Linked DNA regions of Hordeum vulgare: region 2 is linked to region 1. A link is a contact called in public Hi-C data. All regions are on one chromosome and are shown on one strand. The core of a region is the stretch at or near the end of the contact, and the rest is flanking DNA. Distances in the headings are between cores, read along the strand shown.

Region 1 (2,964 bases), core at 172-2,671:
CACCAAACAACATGACGAGGGTATTCAGATTTCAAGCCTGCAGCACAAATCACAGAACAGATAGATAACGAATTCCTGAATCACAACACAAAGCAGGAAACCACCATTCCAATCCCAGTAGAATCGCTGAAGCATCAGAGTCACAAGTAATTCGATTCATACGGCAGACATTAGACGTTGGTTAATGATGAACACTCCACTCCAGTGAATTCGAATCCGAACAAATAAACAAAATGACACAGCAGTACACCTAAACTGCGACTGCAGACAGCAATGCAGAGGGCGCACTGGATCAATTCGAACACCTAATGCTTCAAAACCACAAACAGAACCGTACCCGGATCAAATCAAACACACGAAGCTATGACCAGCGAGTCCGCATTTCTAATTGGAAACGCTAAGCCCAGAATTTCGAGGGCACGGCGCACCAGTTCTTACACCAAACACATCCGACGCAACAGAAATTCGAATAATCTCCAAGCTCCAGTCTACTACACCCAGAGGATTCAAACAGCAACACAATACCAAGCTCGATTCACAGCAGCAGAATTCAAACCACTTCAATAAGCAATTCAGTAGGTAATTTGCACGGATTCATCACACAGATGTATTCCCTCCCCCCGATCCGATGCACCACGGGGAAATTCCGGAACTACACACGCGCACTTCAGGACCAGAGGATTCAAACTAGGAACTCGAATCGACTCGAAGCATGGCCCAGTTAAATCCGCCACCACGGAAAAATTCAAATCGACAGACCCGCACGCACGCATACGCCGAGAGAGAGAGAGAGAGAGAGAGAGAGAGAGAGAGAGAGAGAGAGAGAGAGAGAGAGCAGCGGGAGAGCGGAGAGAGCGAGCGGGGAACAGCTTACCAGTTGAAGGGGACGCGAGAGCGGGGGATGAAGGAGACGCGCGACAGCGGCGCCACGATCCTGCAGCACCTGGAAGGCTGGAGCCCGGCGACGGGGCTCCCGATGCCCTGCTGCACGCACCTGGCCCTCCTGCTCGGCGCCGGCTGCTTCTTCGCCACCGGCCGGCGCGGCTGCTTCGCCTCCGCGTCCTGCTTCCGCGGCCGCTTCCTGGGCGGCGTGGGCGGCGGCGACGAGACGAAGTCGGGGTCGAGGCGCCGCGGCCTCGGGCGCTTCCTCAGCTCCATCACCATCCCCTCCCCCTCTCCTCTCTGCGTCTGCGTCTGTGGCTGTGGCTGCGGGCGCAGGAGGGAGAAGGCCTTGCCCATGCGCTGCTGCTGCTGCCGCTGCCTGCGGGGGAGAGGAGGAGCACGGACGATCGCATATATAGGTGGGAGGCGAGCGACACGGGTTTCGAAATTTGAAAATGGTTGGGAGAACTGAAGCAGAGAGCTGCACGCCACCGGCTCACTGGCATGTGGGCCCGCCGCGACGTCCATTATGGTGGACCCCACAGGCCAGCGGACGCGAACGAGGGTTGCCCGGTTTCCTCTGCAAGAGGGGGAATGAAAAGTGCAGGATTAATAAATAAACTGTATGTGCTGCAGCTTCTGAATGGAAGTACACAAGTGCAGAGCAAATATGCCGTTTACAGCTGAGTTTTGCAGCAACTACTGTAGTTTACACAGAATTTGATTCAGTTGAAATAAACAAATGGAATCAAGGATTACAGAAGGGGGGTTGTGAGCTGCACAAATTAAAGTGTCGCTCCTGTAGCATTTATGCACATTACGGAGCTTCATCCGTTCATCATTCATCAACAGAAAAGGGAAATGGGTGGAATACATGCACTGCTGGAGCCCAGCGGAGATGAATAGATCTCCAATTTCAGGCGCCGGAGCATGCTGACAATGTCCATCAGGCGCCCAAGTAAGATCATAGCTCAGTGTCGCAAAGCTTCACCATCAGGTCGGAAACAATCCTTCGAGCGAAAGGGATGTAGCTCAAGCTATACCTGAGGTGGAATAAGAGAAACATTGTCAGGTAATTCTGCCTTCTTCTTCTGAAACTAGGTAATTCTGTCAGTTGATTGAAAGGGGAAACAACAGGAAATAGAGATACAATCTGCGGACTGTTTCCTAGGTTGGAGATTTTACAGTGTCCAAATACCCTGCATCTACGTTCGCCGCTACACATTTTTAAGTGGTATAGCCAAGTTTGCACCATTGCATGGTCCAATCCACTGAAGCTCTGTGTTCAAATATAAGATTATGTCATGCTTTCCTTTGGTTCAAACTGAGATACCATATCCTACTACACACTGCTGCTGGACACTGATTACAAGAAGAAACAGTTCCAAGGACAAACGAGAACTGCATGCCGTGATTCAGAAAGGAAAACGCGACGGCCACACTATCATACAGGCCAGTTTAGGTGGTAACTCCAGTTATTTTATTTTATTTTGCTTTCGAATCCTTGCAGCATTACTTATTAGTTCTTACTCTAGACGAAAGGTTTGGCTACTGGTTACTCACTCTTGTCTGCTGCCTGGACCATTGCGCACAGCATTTCGACGGCCCTGAGGAGCTAATGGTCAGTCATTGCTTATTCTAGGTTTGCACATGCCACGGACCATTTATACAGAGATGATGCTATGACCACTCATGGTTATGGGCTACTGATAGAGCATTATTAGTTGGTACACCCCCTGGTCCTAAATATAAGATGTTTTGTCAGTTCAATTTAAACTGCCAAAACGTCTTATATTTAAAAACAGAGGTAGTAGCATTTTAGGTATGTGCTCTTTACGATTGTATACTTGTATAGCTATGTAGGTCCAACAGTACAAGAAGAACGTTATCAAGAAAGACATAGTCAAGGCCCATGTATAACAGAGTGCATTCAAGGACTGGGGGGATTGCATATCATCCACTGGTGTATTTGTGCTCCCACCACTCAAATCTCAAATAATAAAAGTTAGAGGTGTAGCACTATTTCCAATTCCAGGTATTGCTTCTTCGACAATTTGACATGGCTGGAACTGAACGTGCTAC
Region 2 (2,964 bases), core at 257-2,756, 390 kb before region 1:
CCTTTTCTGCTTATTTCTTTAGTTTTTCCTTTTTTGGTTCATTTTTAATTTCTTTTTCCTTTGCTTCTCGTATTTGAATCATAAAAGCATTTTTCGAATTTGAAGAATTTTTTTGAAAATCTTGAATTTTTTTAAATTGATTAATGAAGTTTGAAAAGTAATAATTTTTTCAATTTGGAACATTTTATAAAACGTAGAACATTGTAAATTTAAGAAAAAAAATTAAATCATGAACATTTTCTGAATCTTGAGAACAAATTTTGAAACATAAGTAATTTTGAATTATTTTTAACAAATTTGGAAGCGTGAATGATTTTTCTAAAGCAGGACCATTTTTTAAATCTTGAGAAAAAAATTTCTAAAGGAAGAACGATTTGCAGAAACATTGAAAAATCATTTTTCGAATCTTGAGAACAAATTTTGAAACCTAGAAATTTTCCGAAAAATCCTGCACAAATTTGGAAGTGCGACCTATTTTTTAAAGCACAAACATTTTTTGAATCTTGAAAACAAATTTTTAAAAAACCCCAAACAAGATTGAAAGCGCGAACAAATTTTTAAAGCACGAACATTTTTTGAATCTTTGGAACAAATTTTGAAACCGAGAACAATTTTGAAAAAGCTGAACAAATTTGGAAGCGCGAACAATTTTCGAAAGCATAAATATTATTTGAATCTTGAGAACAAGATTTGGAAAAACTGAACAAGTTTGGAAAAAACTGAACAAATTTCGAAGCGCGAACTATTTTTTAAAGCACGGACATTTTTTGAATCTTGCGAACAAATTTTGAAACCGAGAATTTTTTTGAAAATTGCTGAAAATTTGGAAATGCAAACAATTTTTCGAGTAGAAACATTTTTTGAATCTTGAGAAAAAAATTGAAATACAGAATAATATTTTTTAGAAAGGAAAAAGTTTGGAAGCGCAAACAATTTTTAAAAGCATGAATATTTTTTGAATCTTAAGAATAAATTTGAATATGAAGAATTTTTTTGAAATCATGAATAGTTTTTTAAAATACAGAACATTTGTTCAGAATCGAGAATTGTTTTGAAAATGCAGAACATTTTTGGAAAATCCAAAATCATTTTTAAAAAATCCAAAACAGTTTTTGAGACAGAAATAGAAAAAAGAAAAAAGAAAAAAAATACCGGTTCAAAGAACCTTCTGGAAGTTTCTCAAAACCAAAAATAACAGGCTTTAAACCTAGTAGAAGGTTTCCAAAATCGGGACGCTTGGGCCAGCCCATTTAAAAGACGAATAGGATTTGCAGGCTGATAACAGGACAAGCGAGCTCTTTATGCGTTTGGCGCATGGGCGCAGTTCATTGACATTTTCTTTACTTACTTACTTAATTTTGTTTACTTTTTAGTTTTTAGGCAAATACTTAATTTTTTCAGAGATACTAGCAATGAACCTTTATTTTTTCAAAATAACAGTTTGGTCGTCCATGAGTCCATGCTAGACTATGAAGGAGGAGGGGAGCTCCTGTTCGGCGCCTTAAGCGCCCGAACAAGTATCTGACGCCCGCTGCAATGCATTATTGGGCCGGCCCATGAAGGCTGTGTAAGCGTTCAAAATTCGTCAAAACAAAAAAAACACAAAAAATGGATCCTCCAGGAATTGAACTCACATAGCCACGTCCTTGTTCGAGCTTAGCTAACCAACACAACCATTGCTCACTTGTAATTTTAGTAGCGCTACATTGTGACAATAAGTATAGCCGCGCTATTCTCTTATCACTTACAGTTTATATTTTTTTAAGAACTCATGAATTTAAAAACTTTCATCGATTTTGAGAAATAGTTCATCGCTTTTCAAGAAAAGTTCACAAAACTTAAAAAGGTTCACCCGTTTTGTAAAAACTTTCTAAAAATGTTTAAAAAGTTCATCATTTTGAAAAAGGTTCGCAGGTTTAAAAAAAGTTCATCGATTTAGGCAAAAAGTTCATCGACTTTGACAAAAAAAGTTCATCGCTTTTGAAAAGATTTCATCGATTTTGGCAAAAAGTTCATTGACTTTGAAATATTGTTCATGACTTTACAAAATAAGAAAACTAAAATTTGAAAAAATTCCATCAATTTTGAAAATAGTTCATCAAAATTTAAAAATTGTTCACGAATTTACAAAACAGGAAAACTACAAATTTGTAAATTGATCGAATTTTTATTTTTTTATTGGTAAAGTTCACCGGTTTTGAAACTGTTCACCGATGTTGGAAAAAATTCATCAAATTTGAAAAAAGTTCACCGATTTTGAAAAAAATTCATCAAATTTGAAAAAAAAGGTTCACCCACTTTGGAAAAAAGTTTATCGAATTTGAAAAAAAATTCACCAATTTTAGAAAAAAGTTCATCGAGTTTGGAAAAAATCATCAAATTTAAAATAAAATGAAATTTTTGGACAACAGTTCTTCATTTGGAAAAAAGTACAGAAAATTTGAAAAATATTCATAAATTAATAAAAATGTGGATGTATTTAATAGAAATCATCAAATTTGAAAAAATCATCGAACGAGTAAGAAGGAAAAATAAGAAAGAAACCGAAAAGCGAAAACAGAAAACAGAAAAAATGAAGAAAAAAAAACAGAGAAACAGAAATTAGTAAAGACGAAAGAGACGATGGTAAAAAAAAAACCTGCCTGCATTAGCACATCAAGTTCCTCAGGTGGAACGGTTTCCACAGTAAGCTACGAATTGGGAGATCCCCAGTTCGATTCTTCGGCCCTTAATAGGGATTGCCAAGGAGGAGTACCGCAGATATTATATCTCGTTTATTGTGAGAGGTACCGTCTATCTCCTATATGGTTGTGTGATCTGGGAGGTCCATTTCTTTTCTTAGTATGGGCATCCAGGTCATGCTAACGGTTATTGACCATAGAGGTGTCTCAATCATGTCTACATGATTCTCGAACCCGTAGGGTCCACACGCTTATCGTTTGGTGACGCTAGAGTAGTATTGGG

What was found. A called contact is a pair of places that touch in the nucleus more often than the background predicts.
Region 2: a contact with region 1 is called in a Hi-C map of leaf, with 8 times the contacts expected there. The contact joins the enhancer-like site here to the promoter of LOC123443182 in region 1. A contact is called at or near these places in 2 of 6 Hi-C or Micro-C datasets (leaf and seedling).

What each region holds. Positions count from the first base shown.
Region 1 is chr3H:116,278,960-116,281,923 of MorexV3_pseudomolecules_assembly, reverse strand. LOC123443182 (probable F-box protein At3g61730) reads right to left here and starts at 1,421. Exons shown (of 8, transcript XM_045119478.1): 1 at 875-1,421. The coding sequence starts at 1,410. LOC123443183 (vesicle transport protein SFT2B) reads right to left here. Exons shown (of 6, transcript XM_045119479.1): 6 at 1,492-1,925. The coding sequence ends at 1,847.
Region 2 is chr3H:116,673,748-116,676,711 of MorexV3_pseudomolecules_assembly, reverse strand. No RefSeq gene overlaps it. Among protein-coding and RNA genes, the nearest start is that of LOC123439642, 44 kb to the right of the region's middle. Within about 2 kb of position 1,506, at least 2 of the 3 cell types and tissues checked have open chromatin away from gene starts, as enhancers often do. A contact at or near this core is called in leaf, where this site is marked.